Linked DNA regions of Mus musculus: region 2 is linked to region 1. Evidence: chromatin contacts called from public HiChIP or PLAC-seq data. All regions are on one chromosome and are shown on one strand. Each heading gives the region's core, a stretch centred on a gene start, on an enhancer-like site or on the middle of the called end of the contact. The rest is flanking DNA. Distances are from core to core; before and after follow the strand shown. Region 1 overlaps Osbpl9 (oxysterol binding protein-like 9). Region 2 holds the start of Osbpl9 (oxysterol binding protein-like 9).

Evidence for each region. HiChIP or PLAC-seq counts read pairs in DNA pulled down with a chosen protein or histone mark.
Region 2: a CTCF HiChIP or PLAC-seq map of the NIH/3T3 cell line shows a contact between it and region 1, with 11 read pairs. The contact joins the promoter of Osbpl9 here to the enhancer-like site in region 1. A contact is called at or near these places in 1 of 39 promoter capture datasets (neutrophils), 1 of 15 datasets of contacts at CTCF or cohesin (the NIH/3T3 cell line), 2 of 115 datasets of contacts at active chromatin or transcription factors (both in embryonic stem cells) and 2 of 9 other capture datasets (adipose tissue and pancreatic islet).

Annotation. Positions count from the first base shown.
Region 1 is chr4:109,145,578-109,151,356 of GRCm38.p6, reverse strand. All of the region lies in intron 3 of Osbpl9 (oxysterol binding protein-like 9), which reads left to right. Gm52703 (a long non-coding RNA gene) reads right to left here. Exons shown (of 3, transcript XR_003955256.1): 2 at 1,049-1,202. Among named protein-coding and RNA genes, the nearest start is that of Gm52703, 15 kb to the right of the region's middle. Within about 2 kb of position 3,511, at least 85 of the 459 cell types and tissues checked have an H3K27ac peak or open chromatin away from gene starts, as enhancers often do. A contact at or near this core is called in the NIH/3T3 cell line and adipose tissue, where this site is marked.
Region 2 is chr4:109,199,426-109,205,204 of GRCm38.p6, reverse strand. Osbpl9 (oxysterol binding protein-like 9) reads left to right here and starts at 2,933. Exons shown (of 24, transcript NM_001368727.1): 1 at 2,933-3,100. The coding sequence starts at 2,990. It overlaps Gm46867 (a long non-coding RNA gene), which reads right to left and starts at 3,012. Exons shown (of 3, transcript XR_001784406.1): 1 at 2,956-3,012.

The sequences.
Region 1 (5,779 bases), core at 2,262-4,761:
GTATTAAATCATGCAGCTCAAAGCTTTACAGAATAATTGCTAGTGCTATTTTTATCTTACAGTTAAGGAAACAAGGGGCTACACACCACTAACATAAAGCAGAATTGGAAATTGAACACAATTCTCAGTACCTTTAGCTTTTGAGACAGGTTTTCACAAATTCTTGGCTGGCCCAGAACTTGATCTATGGGCAGAACCTCTGATCCTCCTGCCTCTCCATCCTGAGCGCTGGAATTACGGGTGTGCATTACCTTGTCTGGTTTATGAGATGCTGAGGATCAAACCAAGAGCTTCACGCATACTGGGCAAGCTCTCTTGTATCCCCAACCCTAGCACTTGTTCTTGAGAGATGTTACTAGCTATAGTGAACTATCGTCTTACCTGGAAGGAACTAATGTAAACTAGGACCTTTATATAACAATGCAGTTTAATGCAATTACAAAATGCTATGCCCTCAATGTTCCACTACTCAGAAGCAATAGCAGCGTGGTGATAGTAAACCTATCCCAGCTATCGAATTGCTCCTAAGTAACTGATAGGAACCAGACACTTTTCCACCCACTGTGAACATTAACTGCTAACCCGCAAGTGCAGATAGCTTAGCTTCTTGTTTTAGAGTTGGAGAAAGTGAGTTTTAGGAAGCCCAAGTGGTAGAGCCAAGATTTGTGCTCAGCTCCATCTAGGTCAATGGTTCTTTCTTTCCTTTCTTTTTTTTTTTGTTTTTTTGTTTTTTTGTTTTTTGAAAACCCTGTGTAGCCCTGGCTGTCCTGGAACTGGAACTCACTCTATAGACCAGGCTGGCCTTGAACTCAGAGATCCACCTGCCTCTGCCTCCCAAGTGCTGGGATTAAAGGTGTGCGCCACCACTGCCTAGTTAGGTCAGTGGTTCTTAAAGTGTGTTTGCAGATAGAGCTTCAGCACCATGGGGGGTGTGCTAGGAATGCCTCTCTTGCCCTGTGACTCAGCAGCTCTGGAATGTGTCCTCTCCAGGGATTATAATACACTTGAAAGCTTAAGATCCAGAGGCTAGATAAGTAGCTGTACTTACATACAAGTTTACTCTTGCAACAACCTTAGAATCGTCCTCAGTGTATAGATGAGTGAGGTGTAGTGTCAAATGACTTGGTCTTGATTGTAGATTGCCCATAGTGTGCATGGTTTCATTTGTATTGAAGGGATCTCTTGGCTTCAGCAAACCTGATCTGTAAAAAAATATTTTTTTTTTAAAAGGTGAAAACTATGCATCTAGGCGTGGTGGCAGGATTGTAAGTTTGAACATAGACTAAATTACATAGTGAGGCCCTATCTCAAAAACAGGGGAGGGGGGAGCTTTACTGAGGACATCTATTAAACAGTACAAACTTTAGTTAAATTTATCTGGAATATTTTATAGTGACACAAGTTTCCTGAGATAAAATATACCACTTTTAAGGATGGAAAAGAAGCTTAAGTTAGAGCTATGTAAGTCTCCATGGAAAAAGTCACCTGTGGTTGGCCTGATAAACCACTGCTTTCAGCTCAGTCCATTAAAGCCTGATTGTTTACTAAAGTGCAACCTAGTGCTCAATACTGAAGAAAAGTATTTAATTTTTAAAAAAGTCCTATTGATCAAGTATATCAGTGCATCAGTGCTTCACTGCATTAATACCAGTCAACTTAGCACACACCCACATGGCCAAGATGCTTAGAATAGACGGTAAGTCATTAGGCTAAAGCATGGTTATAGGTTTGACTGTCTTCTACTTTGAGAGCAATGTTAGCTCAGCATTATCACCAGCGAACAGATGTCACTGTCTTGGGTTGACTTAAGATGTTTCCTCTGTTATGTTATGTTTCTGATTTTTATGTGGTAATGTTTCCAGTACAAAAAGTCACACATTTCATGTAAAGGAAGTGAATCAGCTCTAATTAATTCTGTAATTAGCTGGTTTAATTTCAGTGGTACTCGGGATATTTGTGTGGGTTGATAGAGCTGGACTCGTGTGTTGGGAGTTGGTTATATTGCTGTGGGAGGATTAGATCTCGCTAGTGTACCTATGTTCTTCTTAATTTGTTTTCTACTTTCAATCCTCCCTAGATATTTGAAATTATAATCTTCCCAAGTTTAATTATGAACTCCAGTATAGTGAGTAGCCAGTTAGACCTACCTCTCTAATCCATTTTTATTTTTGTTAGTAATTTACATTTTATTCCACAATTCATTTTTCTTACTCACTAAAATAAATTTTCAATGTAACAATCTAAGGAGAGTATTGAAAAGATGACGCTAATTATCACTCCAGTCCTTCTTCCTGAAGGGAAGAACAATGCCATTTCCTTGACCCTTCAGTCCTGTGTATGTTTAAGAACAACTTTTCCTGTGGCTACTAGGTAACTTTTATGTAGCCATGACAAGATACCTGATGGAAACAACTTAAAGGTGAGAAATCCCATTCAGCTCATGGTTTCCAAGGCATAATTAGTGTACCATGCGGTAGAGGGCATAGCAGAGCGGTAAGTGGGAATGGGGGTTTATTTGGGTTACTTCGGGAACACAGACAACTGAAGGGAAATGTGTCATGGAAAGCCACATCTCAGCATGGGCGGTGACTCTTGGAAGCTTCAGTTGCTAGAGCTCCCTGCAGGCAGTCATCAGTCTTCTGTCTCAAGCAAGTGCTGCTTATATATTATATAACCTTGGGAGGAGACCTGTGGATCTTACTTAGTAGGCAATCTTTTCAGTTTGGGGCACATTGCTTGGTGTGTGCTGGTGGAGAGAGAGAGTAAAGATTCATAATGAAAGGAACGTTTCTACAAGCCGTTAGACATATGTAGAAAACTCTAGGGTTCAATTTACTTCATCCAGTTTTGTTTTATTCTGGTTTGGTTTTTGATTTCTGGAGACTGGGTTTATCTGTGTAGCCTTGGTTGTCCTGGAACTCACTCTGACTGGATTTGAACTCAGAGATCCACCTACCTCTGCCTCCAGAGTGCTGGGATCAAAGGTGTGGCCCACCACTGCCTGGCCGCTAAGGGCCAGTTTAATGTTATGCTGGTCCTTCACAGGGATCGAACCCACCCTAGTGAGGTAGATATTTTTATCCTCACCATCCAGGGGTGGGCTTGAGGCTTGTATTAATTTGTATTTTTGGTCACACATGCAGGAAGTAACAGGGCCAAGATTTATATTGACAATTCTCATTATACAGTACTGTTTGTTTCCACCTTACTTTCTTGTGATTCTGGGTCAGTCACTCTGACTTATATTTTATCATACCGGAGCCCCTTTGTATCCACGTCACTTTCTCCCATTGCAGTATTAGTGTTTCATGGGAGTAGGTGTCGCAGGGTTCTTCTGTGCTCAGTGTATATCCAAGCAGAGGTCGACACTGCCTGGGCCCACTGAGGCAAGGTTAACTGGGACATTGGTCACATGGTAGTGAGTCACATCACAAGGCATGCTCAGTTCTGTCACCAACTATTAGGGAGGCTTGGAAGCCTAGCCACAGGACGCATGGGGATGTTCCCTGAATGGAGTTAATGACCAGGGAGTCAGACATTGACCTGTGCTCCATCTTCTTTCAGTTCTGGTCATGCTGCACAGTTCTCTTCTTACGCCAGCAGAGGGAGCAGTTCAAAGTGTTCGAGGGGAAAAAGCCCAACACATCTTCCTAGTTATTTGTTCTGTTCAGAAACTTGGTTTTCCTAGGAAAACTGAAGTGGTGCCTGAAATGGTGATGGTGCACAGTGATCTGCATAAACATAAATTGTGTTTGTCGTGAGTGCTGAATCGATGACATTCGATAGCTGTGTCTAGATTGTCTTCTAGAGGATGGGGCTGAAGCTTGTGGGACGTGCAGGGTTGTAACTACAGTCTTGATCTAGAAGTGTATCCTTTCTGAAGGAAAGGCAAAGATATTGTATTAGCAGCTTAGAGCTAAATATAGAAGAGAGAGGAAGTGGCTTGCTGCTGTTTGCCCTGAGCAGAATTCCTTGGAGAAACTGGAGCCAGAATGAAACCTTCAGATGGAATGTTGTTCTTGATAATTCAGAAATGCCTTCCCGCTTCTCCACTCCACAGGAACATGCGCACACTTCTCTTTAAGTACAAAAGCTCCCCCCCCCAGGAGCTAAAGAATGTCGTTTTTTCTAAGCATTTTATTAAAGTATAAGCATTTTATAAAGTAGCATACATTCATTATTATAATTTCTTGTAGGCTTCTGTTACTTTGTTAGGTCTTATCTAATTGATCTTGTTTATTTCAAAAGCAAACAAAAGAATTAGTAGCTGATTCATTTTTCACGTGTCACTTGCTTTGTTTTAGTCTTTTTCATAAATTTTACTTATTATTTCATTTTTATTGGCTTGTCTCACCCTGCAGTCTGGACCTGGAACTCTATCTAGACCAAACTGGCTTTGAACTGAGGGGTGATCCCCCTGACTCAGCTCTCCAAGTGCTGGTCATTCAGGCATGAGCTGCCACACCTAGCTCCTTCCTGAATTTTTTTTTTTTTTTTTTTTTTGAGAGACAGGGTTTTTCTGTGTAACCCTGGCTGTCCTGGAACTCACTCTGTAGACCAGGCTGGCCTCGAACTCAGAAATCCACCTGCCTCTGCCTTCTGAGTGCTGGGATTAAAGGTGTGCGCCATCACGCCCAGCTTTTTTTGTTTTTAAATAGGCATTGATTTCTCCTCCCCTTTTTTTCTTTATTAATCCAAGTAAAGTGATTATATCTTCCTTTCCTTTTGACCTTCTGTATGTCTCCTTGTGAGCTGAGACTTGGTTTGGCCCCTTAAAATCACCTTCTTTTGCCCCACTCTTCCCTCTCATCCCAAAATGCATTAAAGAGAAATTCTCATTTTTTCCCATAATAACATGTATTTGAATACTTCTTACTCATAAATTCAGTAAAACTTTTATTATTTTCTTAAAGACAAGTCCTGAAATATGGCTTTGGCTTACTTGATATTTGTTATGTATCCCAAGCTGGTTTTGAATTCAAATCCTCCCACCTAAGCTTCCAGAGTGCTGGGATTGCACGCAGGTATTGTACCATTAGCTTCTAGGGCTAGAGAGATGGCTCAGTGGATAAAGCACTGCCACCCAAGCTCGAGGACCTGAGTTTGGATTCCTAGAACCCATGGGAAAAGCTGGTGACAAGCTTAGCGTCAGTGAGAGACCTTGACTAACATAAGGTAGAGAGTGATTGAGGAAAATGCCTGACTTCACACATACACATATATGCATACATGTTCATGCACATATACAAATGCAGACCCCCCTACAAATGCACACACCCCATGCACAACTTGTACACGTGTGCACACACACCTACATACACATGCATGTGCATGCACACACTTTAAACAGCAAACAAACCACTTCTGACAGTTGAGGCTTATCAGATTTTAGGATTGACTACGTCAGAGGCTTTTTAAGCCATAAGTAAAAATTTTGGAGTCATCTTGGTTTTCATCTTGTATATTCTTTTGTTGTGTTTTGTTTAAGGTTTTGCTGGGCTGGCCTGGACTGACAGTCCTCTTCTGATTCCTGAGGGCTCCAGCAGTTGGGGCTTGCCAGCCCTCTTCTCTGTGTTGTGGTACTCTACCTCCAGTTTTCAAGCTAACTGAATCTTTTCTTGTTCTGTGTCTGCCTCTCCTTGTATTGTGTGATGGAAAGGCCCATCACTTTGTCCACTGGCCGCTCCTCCTCTGTCTCCTAAGTCTGTAACGTGGCTTGGGTCTTTATCCCTTCTTATGCTCACACTCACTGCCTCCCCATTACTCCCTCGCCCCCTTC
Region 2 (5,779 bases), core at 1,684-4,183, 54 kb before region 1:
ATTATTTCTAAGTATGTGTATATGTGTGTGTCTGAGCACAAACTCACAGGGTTTTGTTTGTGTGAGTGCAGTGTCTAAGGAGGGCCAGAAAACAACGTCAGATACCCTGGAGCTGGGATTAAAGGCAGTTAGTTCTGTCTTTTATTTAGCATGTGGGTCCCAGGGGTCAAACTCAGGTCATCATGCTTGGTGGCAAGTATCTTAACCCACTGAGCCTCTTTTTTTCAAGACATGGTTTTTAAGTGTAGCCCTGGAACTTACTCTGTAGACCAGGCTGGCCTTGAACTCACAGACATCCACCTGCCTCTGCTTTCCAAGTGCTGGGATTAAAGGCATGTTTCCTCCCACCCTGCCCTACCCCACCCCATCCACCCCACCGCACCCCACTCACCCCTGCCACATTGAGCTCCCAGGCCCCACATTTCTTTTTTTAAAGACACAGTCTGCTACTGATTTTATATCTCACCAATTCTGCCGGACTAGCTGACCTGAAATCCCCAAGGAACTTCCTGTCTCATCTTCCCAGCACTGGGACTACAGACATGCACCTGGCCTTTGTGTGGGTGTGAGGCCTCTGAACTCATGTCCTCTTGCTTATGCAGCAAGCACTGTATCAGCTGAGGCATCTCTGGAATCTCAGTATTGGGCAACTTTCCTGTTTACTTTCTTAGTATTTGCTTCCATTACAGAAGATCCCAGCACTTGAACACAGAAGTAAAACTGTGTAGAGGGACAAATGAGACTAATGAGAGGGGAGAGGCAAGAAAGGGGAGAGGTAGGAGCTATGAGGGTATAGCTGATTGTGTATACATGTATAAAGCTTTGAGAAAGTTCCCTTCTCATTCAGGCCCAACCCCTCTTCCCTTTATTTTTTTTCCCATAGCACTTAACAATTTGTAACTCACACATCAAAGATTTTGTTGTTTATCCTTGCCTTCCTTTCTACCTTCTGCAAATGTTCTCAAAGCCTTAAAAGAGTGCATAGAGCAAAACAGCATGTGTGCTTAAGTACAGTCCCCTGATTCTGGGAGTTGAATTTAGGGACTCACATATGTTGGGCAAGCACTCTGCTACTGGGCTATATTCCCAGACTATGGTTATTAAGTGTGTGGTTTGTGTAACAAATACATAAATGGACATTGGGGGTGGTCTCTTGTGAGGTGTCAAGAATGATCTATGTTTTCTTAAGAAAAGGCAGGTCTGATAGCTATTCTTGGTTGTCAACTTGACTACATCGGGAATTAACTAAAATCCAAACATGGCTGGGCACACCTGTGGTAGATTTTTGCTTAACTGGATGATATGAAGTGGGAAGATCCACCTCTAGTCTGAGCCACACTTTCTCCTGGAAACCTATAAATAGGGCATCAAGAAGGACGCTTTCTCCTTTTCTGCCTACGTCTCTCACTTTTGCTAGCAAGTCCATTACTTCACTGGCATTAGGGCCTATTCTTTCCAGATTTTGGCATACACAGAAGACTAGCTAGCTGAGACATCCAATTACTAGTTTCTTGGATTTTCTATGCATAGGCAGCCATTGTTGTCTTTGCTTAATCACATCCTGTAATAAATCCCACTCTGTGTGTGTGTGTATATCTATCGATCTCTCTATATATACACAAATATATTCATTCTGTAAGTATTTTTACTCTAAAGATCCCTGACTAATATAGCAGGGGTAGAATGTTCTCCTGGCATGCACAAAGCCCTAGATTTTTCTCTACAGTAAAACAACAAAACAAAACAAGAAGTATATGAGTTCTTTTTGCCTGCATGCATATCTGTGTACTACATACATGTCTGGGGCCAGGGAGGCCAAAAGAGGATCACTGGGTTCTTCTTCCCCTTCTTTTTCTAGATTTATTTATTTATTTTATGTATGTGAGTACACAGTTGGTCTTCAGACACACCAGAAGAGGGAATCAGATCTCATTACAAATGGTTGTGAGCCACCCTGTGGTTGCTGGGAATTGAACTCAGGACCTCTGCAAGAGCAGTCAGTGCTTACCCGATGATGAGCCATCTCTCCAGCTTTCCCAATCACTAGGTTCTTAAATATAGAATTCTTTGGCCAGGTGTGGTGGCTCTCACCTTTAACCCAAGCCCAGAAGCAGACAGATCTCTGTGAGTTAGAGGACAGCCTGGTCTACCTATATATAGCAAATACCAGAACAGCCAAGGCTGCAAAAGAGACTCTGTCTCCAAAAAAAAAAAAAAAAAAAAAAAAAAACAAAAAACCCAACAAAACTTATGTTACAATTTAAAAAAAAGTTTTATGTAGCACCCACTACTCTCAAACTCATTATGTAGTCAAGGATTATCTTGAACTTACAAAAAAAAAATTTAGTTTTAGTTATATGTACTTTAGTGAGTATGTCTGAGTGGGGTGGGAATATTTGCTCCTAAGTGCTGGTACCCTCAGTTCTGATGGCCTGGAGTTACAGGCAGTTGTGTGCTCCCCTACCCTCCAGATCCTCTTGAAGATGTTTTTCTCTTATTCTCTCTGTCTGTCTGTCTCTCCCTCCCTCCCTTACACCCACCTCTAAACCCCCCTCCCCTCCGTCTCTCTGTCCCCCCACTCCCCTTTTCTCCTTCTCTCCTTTTTTTCTTTTCTTTTTTTTGTCAGTCTTACTTAGCTGAGTCTGGCTTTGAACTACCGATCCTCTGGTCTCCCAAGTGCTGGGATTACAGGTATCCACCTTCACGCCTGTTTTGGATAAATAATCTAAATATTCACGCTCGCTTTCTCAGTTTTCTGCCTCCATAACAGCCCGCCCTATACACAATAGGCGAAGAGAGAAAGAAACAAAGCATGCTTGACTAGGATTGCCAGGGGCGTGGGTCCACCAGCTGCACAGAGGAGCCGCACCTGGCCCCGCCCACTCACGCCCTGGTCCCGCCTAGGCTCTCGGAGACCCCGCCCCCTGCATGCCGAATGCCATATAGGCGACTGACGTCAGGCCGTTTGTTGTCATTGGCGGCTCCCAAGATGGCGTCCATCGTGGAAGGGCCGCTGAGCAAATGGACTAACGTGATGAAGGGATGGCAGTATCGTTGGTTCGTGCTGGACTACAATGCAGGGCTGCTCTCCTACTACACGGTGAGTGGCTGAGGCCGCGCTGCTGGGACGGCGAGCTACGCGGAGCCGGGGCGGGGGTGCTCCGCTGAGAGACCGCCGTACGCGAGGTTCCCTTGTGGAGGAGGGCTTTGCGTGCGGGTAGCCAATGACCAGAAGGGAGATGCGGACCCAGCCAGTGAGCAGCGCCGGCCGGCTGATTTATGGGCCGGGGGCGAGCCGGGTGTCTCAGGGAGTGGTTCTGTGACTAGGTAGGGTCTGCGCTGAGACGAGGTACGGGTGGGCGTAGTCCCGGTGTGGCAGGTCAGCCTAGCTGTCCACACTGTGCGTCTCTCCTGTCCCCAGCCCGGGCACTGGCCGCACCCCTTAGCTTCCCTCCAGGGCTCGAAGAGCGCTGCCTTCTCGGAGCAGTGGTCAGAGGAACCTGGCCAGGTCCAAAGGTGACCCGCGTCCACACCGTGGGCTCTGAAATCCCATCAGTCTGTCCAGCAAGGCTGTCCTACTGTGGGGATGCACCCCTCTTTCCAGCGGGGCACGAGTGTAACGGACTCCGTAACTTTTGAGAGCAGAGGATTCCCTCTGCGCGAGTCTTCTGGTTGCGGAGATGTAGAAAGAGATGGTGCAGTTGCCCTGAAAGTTGTGTTCTGGAGAGGACCGACTTCGCTGTTGTTGACGCGAGTTAGTGGCCCAGGGTAGGTAGATGAAATGCTGTGGAGCCTATGTTCTGACCGCCTCTTCCACCTCCTTCGCATTAGAAATGGAAGGTGGGCGGTGTTGGAGAAATTACTAACGGGGCCACTTTCTTTGAGCTGTATTGTTAATAATAGCCCGTGAGAAGAAGAAAAGCACCCAGAAGGACAAAATATAGAATGTCTTGAAGGCTTTAGAAAATGATAGAAGAAAAACGAAGAAATACGATTATGGGAGAAGAGTTAGTGTGGATGAGGGAAGTAGGGACACATAGTTATTCATTCATTTAAAAATATCATTGAGTTCCTGTCCTGCGGGTCTTCATTCCAGCAAGAATCGACAGCTGTGTAGACGCTGCCTCTCTTCTCGAGCTTTTAGTGTAGTCTAGTGGGCACCTTAATTCATTTACTCTTAATAAATTTGCAAGGTAGGTATTCATTATTCCCATTTAATGCTCCCATTTTACAGTTTTGGAATCTGAGACTCCAGGCTTTTAAGTAATTAGCTCAAGATCACATACACAGCTGTAAGTGGTGGAGTCAGGCTTCCCATTAAATTTCTCTTTTGCTACAGGAAGTAGAAAAGTACATGCTGTTAGGCAGGTCTGCCAAACTACAAGCGTTGGTCACCTTTATCATTCTTTGGATATGAACTTATGTTCTCTGTGTCTTTATTATTTTTATTTTTGATGGAGCCCAGGGCCTCGAAAATGCTAGGTCAACACTTTACCACTGACCCACATTCCTAGCCTCTCTTCTACGTAATTTTTAAAGGATCAAATTTTAATGAGACACAAACATATTGTTCAAAGCTGAATACAGTAGCTTGTATATGTAGCCTCTTAATTTTAAGGTCAAGCCAGGTCAGTGTACCTAAAGAGACCCTGTCTCAAAACAAAACAAACAACACCCCAAAACAAACAAAACCAAAAAACAACCCCCAACCAAATATATTAAAAAACAAAAAACACACACACATCATACTATGTCAGATGGAAAAGGAACAACTACACATTTTATCTTGAAAAACTGAAGAATTATGAAATCCCACGACTAAGATAAATAAAGAATAATATCAAATTTCACTAAATGTGATAATCAGCAAACTCTATGGATCCTAGCCAGCATATTCATGATGGAGTAATTAGTAGCACTGTAGAATTAAGTTACTCTTCAAATCCCAAAATTTGTGTGGTCTGAGTCTAGGGCCATCCTAGAGTTAAAATTCTAGGGAGCCCTTAGCCCAGATAAAAATATCCTTTTTCCTTGTTTTCTTTCTTTCCTGATTTTTTTTTTAAATCTTTTATGTCTTCTTGTCCTGTAGATTTAGAGAGTTTGAACTCCTTGTCCTTCTGACTAAATAGAAGTTTTTCATAGACGTCTTTCTTCTTCCTTAATACCTGCCTTCTGAGATTAGATTCTCTAAAGCATTATCTTTGTCAGAGGAAGAGGGGATCATATTTCTCAATGATGGCTGTTTTAAAACATTTCTCCTGTTGTTTACTTACAGGGAATTGTACTATCTTGTGAAGCTAGAGTGGTAATCACAAGGAGAGAGTAGGAGTCGGATTGAAGGTAGGCAGTGAGTTCTGTCACAGTTTGAGTGCATTAGCGTTCTGATGGGTCTATCTGTAATTTGCGTGTAGCTAATTTTTACAGCCACACCTTCTAGTAAGAATATCTGAACTGGTTGTGCCAAATTTTTTTTCTAATGCATTTAATTTTCAAAGAATAAAACACTCAGACAGTTTAAATACAAGCTCAGCAGAGTGACTCTCAGTCAGTCAGCGATGGTGCCATTGAGTGTTCTAGTTTCTTTTCCTCTTTTCCAAGAGGAAGAAGGCTCTGACACTTTCTCCATATTTAAATTTCTTATCCGCAATAGAATCTGCATTTCTTGTGGACGCAAGGACTTCTCTGCATCTGTGTCAGGAATTTCAAGTCCCAGTTCGTCCTCCATGACATCGACACTTGGTTCTTTATAAATTTACTGAGAGAGCTTTTCTGGGTCAGT